Linked DNA regions of Ovis aries: region 2 is linked to region 1. Evidence: chromatin contacts called from public Hi-C data. All regions are on one chromosome and are shown on one strand. The core of a region is the stretch at or near the end of the contact, and the rest is flanking DNA. Distances in the headings are between cores, read along the strand shown. Region 1 holds the start of ARHGAP21 (Rho GTPase activating protein 21). Region 2 holds the start of ENKUR (enkurin, TRPC channel interacting protein).

What was found. Hi-C and Micro-C count contacts between places; a contact is called where the count stands out from the background.
Region 2: a contact with region 1 is called in a Hi-C map of muscle, with 4 times the contacts expected there. The contact joins the promoter of ENKUR here to the promoter of ARHGAP21 in region 1. A contact is called at or near these places in 2 of 16 Hi-C or Micro-C datasets (liver and muscle).

The regions. Positions count from the first base shown.
Region 1 is chr13:24,962,487-24,968,872 of ARS-UI_Ramb_v3.0, reverse strand. ARHGAP21 (Rho GTPase activating protein 21) reads left to right here and starts at 2,426. Exons shown (of 25, transcript XM_042230534.2): 1 at 2,426-2,762; 2 at 4,125-4,558. The coding sequence starts at 4,478.
Region 2 is chr13:25,208,168-25,214,553 of ARS-UI_Ramb_v3.0, reverse strand. ENKUR (enkurin, TRPC channel interacting protein) reads left to right here and starts at 2,864. Exons shown (of 5, transcript XM_004014226.6): 1 at 2,864-3,068. The coding sequence starts at 2,983. The region is part of intron 4 of THNSL1 (threonine synthase like 1); the gene reads right to left.

The DNA.
Region 1 (6,386 bases), core at 1,177-3,676:
AAATTTAAAGACGCTTACTCCTTGGAAGAAAAGTTATGACCAACCTAGATAGATAGCATATTCAAAAGCAGAGACATTTTCTTTGCCGACTAAGGTCCGTCTAGTCAAGGCTATGGTTTTTCCAGTGGTCATGTATGGATGTGAGAGTTGGGCTGTGAAGAAGGCTGAGCACCGAAGAATTGATACTTTTGAACTGTGGTGTTGGAGAAGACTCTTGAGAGTCCCTTGGACTGCAAGGAGATCCAACCAGTCCATTCTGAAGGAGATCAGCCCTGGGTGTTCTTTGGAAGGAATGATGCTAAAGCTGAAACTCCAGTACTTTGGCCACCTCATGCAAAGAGTTGACTCATTGGAAAAGACTCTGATGCTGGGAGGGACTGGGGGCAGGAGGAGAAGGGGACGACAGAGGATGAGATGGCTGGATGGCATCACTGACTCGATGGATGTGAGTCTGAGTGCACTCCGGGAAGGTGATGGACAGGGAGGCCTGGCGTGCTGCGATTCATGGGGTCGCAAAGAGTTGGACACGACTGAGCGACTGAACTGAACTGAACCAAACTGAAAGCCTTTATTTCCAAAATCAACATTTATAAAAATTTCCATGACAAAAACCTTAACCCTACATGTCCTTAGCTGTGAGAGACCCAAGTTATGCCATGCATGCCCATTTGCATTTGTAAAGAAGCTGTTTTGTGCTTAAAATTGTTTTTCTCTTTCTGGACATATTCTTTAAGCCCAGTAGAGGTACACTACTTGAACCCTGTCTTTCTACTCACTTCTAGTTCATTTACTCTACAGTATCCAGAATTGGATACTACTGTAGTCCAGTGAGCTGTTCAGTAAATTACCCACTGGCTGGCAGGCATTCCTTCTGTTTTATCCTTTTTTTCTTTGTTATTAGCTGACTAGTTTTGTTAGGGGCTGTCCAGACCATGCAAATTTCATGGCCATATAAAAATGAGTCTTTCCTCTAATTAAGGCGAAGGACTTAGCTGTATATTCTAATGTTTGGCACCTTCCACTCTTAGGAAGGTCTAAAAAAAACCACAGCACAGGTTTTCAGGCTCCTGAGAGTGGTTTTGGATTTTTTTCTCAACAAAAAAAACAGGACCGGAGGCTCCGGACTGCGAGCTGGGTGTGGACGGCGGGGTGGGTGGAGCGGGGAACTGTCTCTAAATCTCATGGGGAGAGTGTGGTTAAAAAAAAAGAAGGAAAAGGTACGCAGACCCCAAAGCTTCTTGGGTTGTTTTTTTTTCTCCCTCAGGAGGGTGGTGGCGGCTGATCAGACACAAAAGCTGGTACTTCCCCACCCGCGTGAAGATAAAATGCCCCTCAACAGCATCAGCAGGAGGACTGGGAAAGGGAGGAGAGGCGTGTCTGGGAGGAGGCGAAGATGAGGGTGACAAGGTGACAAACCCCGCCGCCGCGGCCCGCTCCTCCACTGCAGCTGGAAGAGGACTGGAGGGCGAGCCACCTCCCCGGACCCGGGCGGGGTGGGAAGGGGAGACCGAGGGGCTGTGGCTTTCCTAGCGGGGGCGGGGCAAAGGGTGGAGGGAAGCCTGAGTCAGCAGCCTCTGATTGGTTGGTGTTTTCTCATCGCGTCCTCCGATTGGCCCATTTGCAGCGGGAGATGTTGTGAAGCGCGGCGGGGCGGAGCGAGCCGCCAGGGGTCTGGGGCTAAGCCCCGGGATCTGGCCGGGAGGGGCGGGTGTGGGGCTCCCGGCCCCGCGCCTCTGTGACCTGCGGGGCGGAGAAGCGCCTCCACCTTCCCTCCCAGTTCCGCTAGCCGCGCCGAATTGTTCAGCTGCCCTGAAGATATGAAAAGGGCAAAGGACTGAATGAATAACGCTTCGCTGCGAGCCCCCAGCCTCCTTAAAGAGAAGCTCTTTTGCAGTCGGGCGTTGAAAGGACACTCCCTTATCTTGAAGTCCCATATCGCACCCCTCCCGCTGCAGATAGGGGCAAAAACTCACCCGGACGCGTACCCCGCAGTCTGGGACCCGTGATCTCTGACACTCACCCCCGCTAATTCTGAGTATCTAGAATCCTCGCCCCCCCCAACCCCTCCCCGGCCCTGACGCCGAGAACAGGGTCCCTTCCTAGTGGAAGCCCAGGTTCCCGGCCGCTCCCGCTCAGCGCTCTGGAGATTGGAGAAGGCGGGGAGGGTTTTCTGTGTTTGGTTTTTGGGGAGGTGTTGGGGGCGGGTGAGGGCTTGTAGGTCCCGACGTAAATTGGGAGGGGGTTGGCGAGCACCCCCACCGACCCCCGCCCCAGGCTAATCCCCCTGCTTCAGCGTCTGTTCCCCGGACCATATTATTCAAGACAGAAAATATTCAGCCCCAGAGCCTCCCCTGGGGAGGGGAGGGGAAGGAGGTGGAGTGGGAGGAGGTGGATCCAGGGAGGAAGAAGCGAGAAATCCGCCCCCGGGAAACAGCTCGGCGCGGCTGCGGAGCGGAGCAGTTCTGTCACTTGGCGATCGCGGGCGCCCGAGCGCGGCCCCGGCCCGGCCCGGCGAGGCGAGGGGAGAGTCCGGCGGCCGCCGCCCCGCCCCACGCCCTCCCGCGGCGGCCGAGAGCCCGGGGCCGGCCGGGGCAGGTCGCGGCGGTGTCTGGGAGCGGTCGGCCGGGGGCGGCGGCCTCGGAGCGCGGCGGAGGCTGGTAGCGCCGGCTCGTCCTCCCGCTTGGTCCGCTGTGCGCCAGGCGTGCGCGCCGTCCGGGGGACCGGCCGGGCCCGGTGCGGATCTACTCGGCGCGCTTGCTCCGGTGCGTGTCTGCTTGACTTTCCGCCTCGGCGGACAGGGCGCAGCGCCGGCGGGCGGGTGGAGAGGGAGAGCCGGGCTCGCCGCGGGCTCCCTCCCTTCCCGCCACCCCGCCCGGGCGCTGGCGCGGGGCCGGAGAGAGTGGTGGCGGGAGCCCGGCGGGGGCAGAGGGGCCGCGCCCGCGTGTGCGGAGCGAGGGAGGGCGGGCGGGAGGAGGGAAGGGCACAAAGGCCGGCAGCGGGCGCCGGGGTCCCGCCGGCCGGCCGTGGAGGAGGGGCGCCTCCCGTGCGCTCATGAATATTAACCGAGCCTGCGGCCTAGCGCGCCCCGGCTGGGCCCGGCGCCCTGCCCGCGTCCCCGCCGCTCGCCTCTGCGCCTTGGAAGCCGGGCCAGGCGGGGCGCGGAGGGTGAGCCCCCTCGCTTTTGGCTTTTCCCTCGGGTCTCCCCACTCTTTTTTGAAAGTACATATTTGGGCCGCCCTTCCCGAGAGATCGCGCTCCCCGATCTGCCTCTGGAAGGGGCGGAGGAAATAGTGGTAGGTGGGTGGTGGTTTTCTTCCCCCCCCCCCAAAAAAATTATTTTTCCCCTAGGCGGCCCCGGGAAAACGGGACGATCGTGTCGAGGCGTAGTTTGGGGCGCGGCAACTAAATAAAAGTTGCTGGGGCTGCGGCTTCATTTCTGTGGCTCCGGAATAATGCCCCGGAGAGGGACTCCCTCCCGGCGCTGCGCACACCTCCCCGCCCGGCCCCGCGCCGTCCCCGCCCAGCCCCGCCGCGGGCCAAGGAAAACAGCCGCCTCCTCGGGGACACCGGCCGGTCGGGGCGGAGGGCGGAGGGCGGGCGCCCCAAGTCCCCCAGGCCGCCTGGAAACACCGGCAGAGCCGCTGGCCGCGTCCGAGCCTGACTTTTTGTTTTTATTTTAGGGAGCTGGGGAGGTGGCGGGGAGCAAGGCGTGTTTTTGAAAAAGTATTCTCCCATTTTAGCCTCGTGGGGACAAAACTTCTGTAAAGTCTTCTTATTCGGGTGATGCAGAAGAACATAAGCTCCCTCTCATTTGCCCAGAAAATACATGAATTTAAATGCACTTGAAAGGGGAATGTTTTTTTCTTGTCGGCTGCAGAAAGTCCGGGCATGTTTGAGGTAATCATCGTGCCGTTCTGATGTCTCTCATTTCCCCCTTGATTTAAAGATTTCCCCCCGCCTTTCTTTCTTATTTTGTATGGGAAGATTATTTCATCTTTTGATTCATCAGCATGGACCGAATTATCTTTCCAAGTGCTGGAAGGGCGAGCTTGGAGTAGACTCGTGGGCAAGGCCAAGGTCAGCGTCTGGAGAAAGTTCATGTCCTTTAACTTTTCCCTCTTTAGGAAAGATCTCTTTGGGAGAGCCTTCACGACGCGCTAGCATTGCTCTCGGACTTGGGAGGAGCGCTAGGAACGAAGGGGACCGCTTTCTGCAGTTGGCCTCACTAGCTGCACAGGAGACTGGTCTTTGTTTTTTACGTCTGGAGAAATGGACGAAGACGGTGAAGGCCGTTGAAGTCGGAAGGAATCCTCATCAGGGCATTTGAAAGGCGCTTCATTGAAACCTTCATTTGTCTCAGCAACCCTGCACCCTCTCGGAACCTGGTGTGGAATTCTTACCTTCTTGGTGCATGGTGGCATTTCCCTCCCAATGTGGACTCCCAAGGGTTGGTCCCTTCTTTGTAATTTGAAATGAAATGATGGCCACTCGTCGGACTGGTCTGCCTGAGGGAGATGTTGACACCAAGCTCAAGGCCTGCGGGTCCCCCACCTGTGAGGTAAGTGCAGAGCTGACGTCCCTGCCCAGCTGTGTGGCTTGTGTCTCTGAGGTGTCTGTCCTACCAGTGTGGGGTGGGGGTCAGCTACCTTGGGGGTCTAAGAAGATCCATCGGCTTTTGGGGCTTTGGGCTGAATGGTGGGAGCGTCCCAGCCTCACCCGTAGGGAGGTGAAACCTTGCCTGGTTTTGTTTTTAGACACTTCAGTGATTCTTTTGCAAGGGCATTTTCCTTACTTTGAAGTGTCCCTATCTTGATCATCTCAGACCACAGAATTCTCCATTTTTAGATGACTAGGAATACCACTAGCTTGTTTTCCTTCACTCCCCATCCTCTGGTAGTTTTGAAGTAGGGCTGGACAGGGGTTGGCTTTGTATATTTCATGTGTGTATCCAGGGTTCCCTCTGGAGATTGAGAGGGCAGCTGGAATCCTTGTTGCTCCTGGACCACTTTCTCTCTCTGACACTGATGCGGGTCCTGCCTGCTTGCTGTTGCTATGAATCACTGCTTTGGGTAGAAAACCAAGTCTTTTCCCGTGGACGGTTTAGGCACAGCTTTGGAAAACGGCTTAATGGAACTATCGTTCCAACTGCCTTAAAAATCTCCTGCTTTCCCTGTTCTTCAGTTTATGCCCTTCCTTTCACTGCTTAGAAGTCCTGTGAGTTTCAGCCTGAGCTGTCAAGTGGCTCATACTGCCTTCATACTAGCATCTTCCGAAGGGTCCAGAAGATTTTACACCAGGCTTCCTGAAATTTTTTGAGCAGGCTGGACAGAAATACAAAAGCCGTGTATTGGTGGCACCCCTATGCCCTCTTGCCTCTCTTGTCTTTTTTCCTCCTTATTTTTGGTGTTTGTTTCTATAATGGCTTATTTGTGTTTACTTTGTTATTGATGGCTTCTGTAATTAGGTTCCTTTAGACTTTACTTTTGAGATGCCTATGTTTTTATGGAAAGGTTGACAATTGCTTTAGATAGCAATAACATCTCCCAGTGAGACATCACTCTCATGGTTTATTTTGTGCCTTGTGTTACATTTTAACTTCCTGGTCATTGAAACTGGGTCTAGTTCTAAGTGTGTGAGTTTTGGCATTTTGATAAAAATGACTCAAGTTATGTTTTTGTTGGTAAAGCAGCAGATGAGCTTGCTTCATGCAGCTGACCTCGTACTGGATTAGAAAGTTTATACAGAAATCACGGTGAGCTAGATCAGTGTGCCATTACTATACAGTTGATTAGAACTACAGTATAGGTTTACAGTTAGAAACAGTGTTTTACTTTTCGACACCTGCAAACACCTGCTTCCAGGTAAAAACGTGATTAAATATAACACCACAATCCTCTGATCATGGTGAACCATAATAACGCCTTTTGGAAGGCCTAGTGATTGCTTAATGTGTATTGTTGCTCCATAATGATAGGTACTGTGGTCTTGAAGCCTTCTTTGTCATTGACTCCTGAAGACTTTAATTAGCATGCTATTTTGCATTATATTTGCAAGAACTAATGTTATTTGATTTTTTTTTTTTTTGGTCATTTAAAGGATGTCCCAGAAACCAAGAATTTGTAATAGACACATCTTGTCCTTGGCTAGAAGGCAGTTTCCAGCTGCAAACTTGGCTTTTATTAACAATGACAGTTATATATCTTTTAAGGGTGGTGAAATTTGTTTTCATTTAGACCTTACTGCTGATGTAACCATAGTATTTCTAGTTTGAGAGCCAAGGAAATACTGTATTGTCTGTATTTTGCTCATTTAGAGACTATATACAGTAGTTGGGTTTGATATTACACTCAGGTGTTGTTTGGCTTTTTAAACAATAGGCAGATAGT
Region 2 (6,386 bases), core at 1,615-4,114, 250 kb before region 1:
ATCAAAGCATTTTTCAGATTCACCACTCTTCTTTGCCTTTATCTTAGAATCAAAGCCAACTAAGCCTTTTCTGTTGTTAGTCTTTTGCTGTTAAATATTCTCTTAAAGGTCTTGAATATCTAATTCAAATGATTAAGTACTCTTTGTAATTCTATAACTTAGAAAAATATTGTGAAGACTATGTCTTTAGAAAGGGTTTATTTTCCTCCCAGTTGTCCTATTTCTACTCCCACCTCTGACCATTTTACTCATCTAAGTAAACTGAAAAAATCCTTAGTAAAAAAAAAAAAAACAACAACTAATTTGTATGCACAACCATTCATATAAGGTGAATATGCAAACTATAACCCCCAGGCCAAATGTAGCTCACCCCTGTTTTTGTAAATTACCTTTCACGGGGAAAAAAACTTTGCTCATTCATTTCTTTTTTCCCCATTTCTTAAGTATTGTCTTTGGTTGTTTTGCAGCTATAATGGGAATGCTTAAGTAGTTTCAAAAGAATACATCTGGCCTGCCAAGCCCTAAAATATTTATTATCTAGCCGTTTACAGAAAAGGTTCACTACCTCTGATGGCACACCAACACTAATTCTCTGTGGACATACTGAACATAGCATTTCCTTGAACAGAACTGCCATTTTGAGTGAATTATAAAAATCAGGAACGTATTCTTTGTAAACATGCTTTCAGAAGCCAAGAATTACAGACCAATACCTAAAGGGGAAAAAAGTTCCTTTCCAAATGATTTAACGACTTCCCTAAGACTGTATACTAAATACACTACAGTGAGACTTTAAATTCTGTTCAGTATTTTTTAAACCATAATAAATATACTGACATCAGTGAAATTACTGTATTCAGTAACAACAGAAAGTCAAGACTAGCTGAGGCCAGTGAGTACTTACTACCTAGAGAAATCATGCTTTGCCCTTATTGACTCTTTCAGGAACTGATAAACATAAAGAGTCCTTAAGTGTTCCTTCTAATTAGAAATGTTATAAACTTTGGCCAAGGACTGTCCATTTGGCTAACTATTATCATTTCAAGTCCTCGGTTCAAATCTTAGCACATATAGAGAACAGAATTATTCTCTACACAAGCTAAGCAAAAATTACCAAAACCATGAAATACTCAAAGTGGAAAGGAAAAGGGCAAAGTGGCATATACATACAAATATTTTGGAAACAGAAAATCTGATGTGAAGAACAGAACCATCAACCCCAAGGCGCCATTCATCTGAAATAAAATGTTTGTTAAACGCCTGGGATAAAAAAAAAATAGAAACCTGACCAACTGGATAAGAAAACACTAAGTTTGTTCTTATCTACTGAAATTCACCAAGAGCCCAAGATGATAAACACCTACACATTCGGCAAACTTTGTTTTAAGTAAGAACTGGATTTATTTAGTGAGAAACAAAACTCCACAGACAGAGCACGGACCATCTCAGAAGGCAGAGCCAATAAACTTTTAAGTCAACCAGGCTACCATGCTGCTTTGTCTCCACCACCGGGCACCCTGGCAGTGACAGGCCTAAACCTGGCCTCTTATCGTCAACCATCCTTATTCCCTTTGGGCAGACTGGCTTCTGTAAGGTTGGTCAGAACCATATTGCCAAAATGTCTTTCAGAGCCTCTGGATGGCAAAGGCTGCTAAATGAGAGTCTTACAGCAGTCAATATGGGAATCAGTGGGTTCATGGAAGACCACACGGATCAAACGGAATAAAACCGCTCCCAAGACTATTTTCAAAAAGGGACGCCAGAAAAAAAAAAAGGGAGGAGCACAAAATTCAAAGGCCCGTTTAAAAGGATTCTTCTGGTTTAGGCTGCTTGCTTAGAAAACAAAGTCAACCCCTAAGAGGAGGGGCCCGATAAAGAGGTAAACAGGGAGAGAAGCAGCGAGGCGCGAGAGTAAGGGAGACAGGTCGCCGAGGGGAGCGGTCCTGAGAGCTCGCACCGGTGGCCGCACGGCTGAGCGCGGGACGCAAGCGGCCGGGAAGGCGGGAGCGGACAGATTGCTGGGGTCACCGCCCAGCAGCGCACAGGGGAAGACACGGACCGGAAAAGGGCATGCGATGGGAACGGACTGATTCTACAGTTTCCCTTTCTCCTCAAATAACTCACCAAGGAAATCACACTGAGAAGACGGGGGGAAAGGAAAGGAAATGGGAAAGAGCTTCCGGAGCCGCCAGCGCTGCCTCGGGACACAGTCCCGCACCTCAGACTCCGGCCCCTGATGGCCCACAGCCCAGGTCCCAGGCCTCGTGAGGTCCACCTCCCCCCAACCCGCGCAGCGGCCTCTGCGCCTGCGCAGGGGCTGGCCTCCGCGTTCGCGCGCCACGCCCACCGCCGAGCTGCCCAGTACCTGGTAAGCGACTTGTCCTGCGCCTCACCCACTCGATCCTAGGCCCCTCCCTCCCTCGTCCTGTTCGTCACGTCGGACGTGCGTCAGCGTGGCCTCAGTAGCTCGCCCCGCCCCAGAGGGATCACGCCTGTGGACGAGAGAATTGTGTGACGCCTGCACAGCGGCGCAGTTTCCCGTCAGTCTGTGGTAGAATTTATCTTTTTTTTCCCAAATACACAGAGAAAAGAGCGACATTTTTAAGGGGACGCCATTTTCACCCCTTTACTCCCAAAGGTACATATAAACTGTGGTTTTCACGTTGAGCTTCTCTTGACAGAAAAGGAGCCCTTGCGAAAGGAAAGTTTGGAAAACTAGATTGCAACGCCACCATCCTCGTTGCCTAGTTACTGTTTCCACGGCAGTCGTGCCGTCAACAACGCTAAGCGAGCCCAGAGTCGTAGAAGGGGTGTTTACTTTCTTGCCAAGAGAGGACTCCAAGAGGTCGCGGGGGAATTGCGTGAAAGAAACGTTCGTTCCTTGAGAAGGCAAGAGGGTAGGAGAGGAAAGGACAAGCTGTGAAGAAACGGATGGAGATATTGCTATAGTGAGAAAAAAGCTAAGTAGTTTTCAGTACTCATATGGTGGCCATGGATCCAACGGGCCCTTCTGAGAGCATTTATAACCTCATACCCAGTGACTGGAAGGAGCCTCCACAGCCTCCTAGGTATGTGGGTAAGCAACGATTATCACTTGAAACAAGAATGGAAAAGAATTGTTCCATTTCAGGATTAAGTAAGCATCGTATGACTTTCAAAACGAGATTACATTATTTTTATCTCAGTGAAGTAGTCTTGGGTGAGAGCTTCTTAAAGAAGTTGCGAAATATAAATATTTAGCTGCTCATAATTCAGAGAGAGGGTGGTCCAGTGCTGTGAGAGGGCCATTTTCTTATGTCAGCCTCTTGTTCATACGTGTGTAATTGTTTGTAATTTAATTGTATATGTGTGATGTGGTATGCAACATAGCCTGAAATATCTTAGTGTTGAAAAAAGAGAAGTCACAATTTTATTATCCTGCGTTAGGATACTTGATATCTTGTTTCAGGAATTCACTGTTTTGTTTCTGACTACACCACTGCTTTCTCTAAAGAAAGATAATACCCATTTCCCCCCAAGAGTATTGTCAAATATAAATTTCTATTTGTTTCTGAGCCTCTCTTTTTTTTTTTTGATTGATGAAACAAATGCACAAGATAGTGCCTAAGGTCTTCTTTTGAAGAAGAATGGATTGACGGAGACCCCAAAATATGTGATAGAGTTAAGATTTTTATATAGGTGTTAGGACCCCTTTAGTTCCCCAAATTTTCAAAAAGGTACCACACAGTAAACATGTCAGTTACTCACCTGGGGACAAAAGAAAGTAAAGAATAAGGAAAATCTCATTCCTTCTAGGATTTTGCAGCTTTACCTTTTTCCTTTTTCTTGTTCCAAGTCAAAACTACACTGAAAGAGCACTGGGCTAAAAACAAAACACTAGGCTCTGAAACTGATTGGTTTTGTGATCTCAAATACATTATTAAAATTTGTTTTCTGATCTGTAAAACAAATTACATGAACTGGATAATCTTTAAGGTCTTTCAGATCTTAATTGTCAATTTTCTTTTTTAGTAATTACTTCCAGTGCCTAACATCTTCAACAAGTAGACAGATCCTTCATTTTTAAGCCTGAGTATCTTTTTTTAACCAGACCAGTACCTATTTTGTTTTCCATTAACTTCTCAAAATCTAGTAGAGATTGGAAATAGGAATTCAAAGTATGATTTGGTACAGTTTCAGAGTTTATAAGAAGTGTTCAAGTTAACTATTGCTGAATGGAGTTTTAATCGAAAATTCCTGTATATTGTACAAGATAAAAGCTCCTCAAAGCTCCTCTGTAACCCACTGGCAGATTATATTTTTCATAGACTCCTGAATTTGAATGTTAAGATAGTTTATTAAATAGGTGTTTTGTTTATTGGTAAATTTGAAAAGCTTTACTGTGTCTAGGTGGCTTTTTCAAGAACTTTTATAGGAAAAATCTTTATTTAGTTGGCAAATGTATAATATCACCCTTGGGTAATGTTGCAGTGACAGCTCAAACTCCTTGGTTTACTCTGAAGAAATAAGTAGGAAAAACTAACTTATGGTGAAAAGAATAGAAGGCATCCAAATGTGATGCCAAAGAACTCTTTGTGTTAGGGTAAAGTCAACCTACACTGCCAGCAACAACCAAGAAGAGTTTTTAATTTGACAAGATGTGCTTGCAAGACACTAATTTATAAAAAACAGAGCATAATAAAACTTTTATCCAATTCTCTCCCTCCACTGTAACACAAATTGCCCTCACAGTAACACAATCACCCTTACCCAATCCACTTAGTAGTAGTAAGAATTCTTGCTAAGAAAGAAATATATTGCTCTTTCCTGCATAACCCACTGGAACACACCTCAACATAATAAAAGCTATCTATGACAAACCCACAGCAAACATTATCCTCAATGGTGAAAAATTGAAAGCATTTCCCTAAAGTCAGGAATAAGACAAGGGTGTCCACTTTCACCGCTACTATTCAACATAGTTCTGGAAGTTTTGGCCACAGCAATCAGAGCAGAAAAAGAAATAAAAGGAATCCAAATTGGAAAAGAAGAAGTAAAACTCTCACTGTTTGCAGATGACATGATCCTCTACATGGAAAATCCTAAAGACTCCACCAGAAAATTACTAGAGCTAATCAATGAATATAGTAAAGTTGCAGGATATAAAATCAACACACAGAAATCCCTTGCATTCCTATACACGAATAATGAGAAAGTAGAAAAAGAAGGAAACAATTCCATTCACCATTGCAACGAAAAGAATAAAATACTTAGGAATATATCTACCTAAAGAAACTAAAGACCTATATATAGAAAACTATAAAACACTGATGAAAGAAATCAAAGAGGACACTAATAGATGGAGAAATATACCATGTTCATGGATTGGAAGAATCAATATAGTGAAAATGAGTATACTACCCAAAGCAATTTACAAATTCAATGCAATCCCTATCAAGCTATCAGCCACATTTTCACAGAACTAGAACAAATAATTTCAAGATTTGTATGGAAATACAAAAACCTCGAATAGCCAAAGCAATCTTGAGAAAGAAGAATGGAACTGGAGGAATCAACTTGCCTGACTTCAGGCTCTACTACAAAGCCACAGTCATCAAGACAGTATGGTACTGGCACAAAGACAGACATATAGATCAATGGAACAAAATAGAAAGCCCAGAGATAAATCCACACACATATGGACACCTTATCTTTGACAAAGGAGGCAAGAATATACAATGGAGTAAAGACAATCTCTTTAACAAGTGGTGCTGGGAAAACTGGTCAACCACTTGTAAAAGAATGAAACTAGATCACTTCCTAACACCGCACACAAAAATAAACTCAAAATGGATTAAAGATCTAAATGTAAGATCAGAAACTATAAAACTCCTAGAGGAGAACATAGGCAAAACACTCTCAGACATAAATCACAGCAAGATCCTCTATGATCCGCCTCCCAGAATACTGGAAATAAAAGCAAAAATAAACAAATGGGATCTAAGTAAAATTAAAAGCTTCTGCACAACAAAGGAAACTATAAGCAAGGTGAAAAGACAGCCTTCTGAATGGGAGAAAATAATAGCAAATGAAGCAACTGACAAACAACTAATCTCAAAAATATACAAGCAACTCATGCAGCTCAATTCCAGAAAAATAAACGACCCAATCAAAAAATGGGCCAAAGAATTAAATAGACATTTCTCCAAAGAAGACATACGGATGGCTAACAAACACATGAAAAGATGCTCAACATCACTCATTATTAGAGAAATGCAAATCAAAACCACAATGAGGTACCACTTCACACCAGTCAGAATGTCTGCGATCCAAAAATCTGCAAGCAATAAATGCTGGAGAGGGTGTGGAGAAAAGGGGACCCTCCTACACTGTTGGTGGGAATGCAA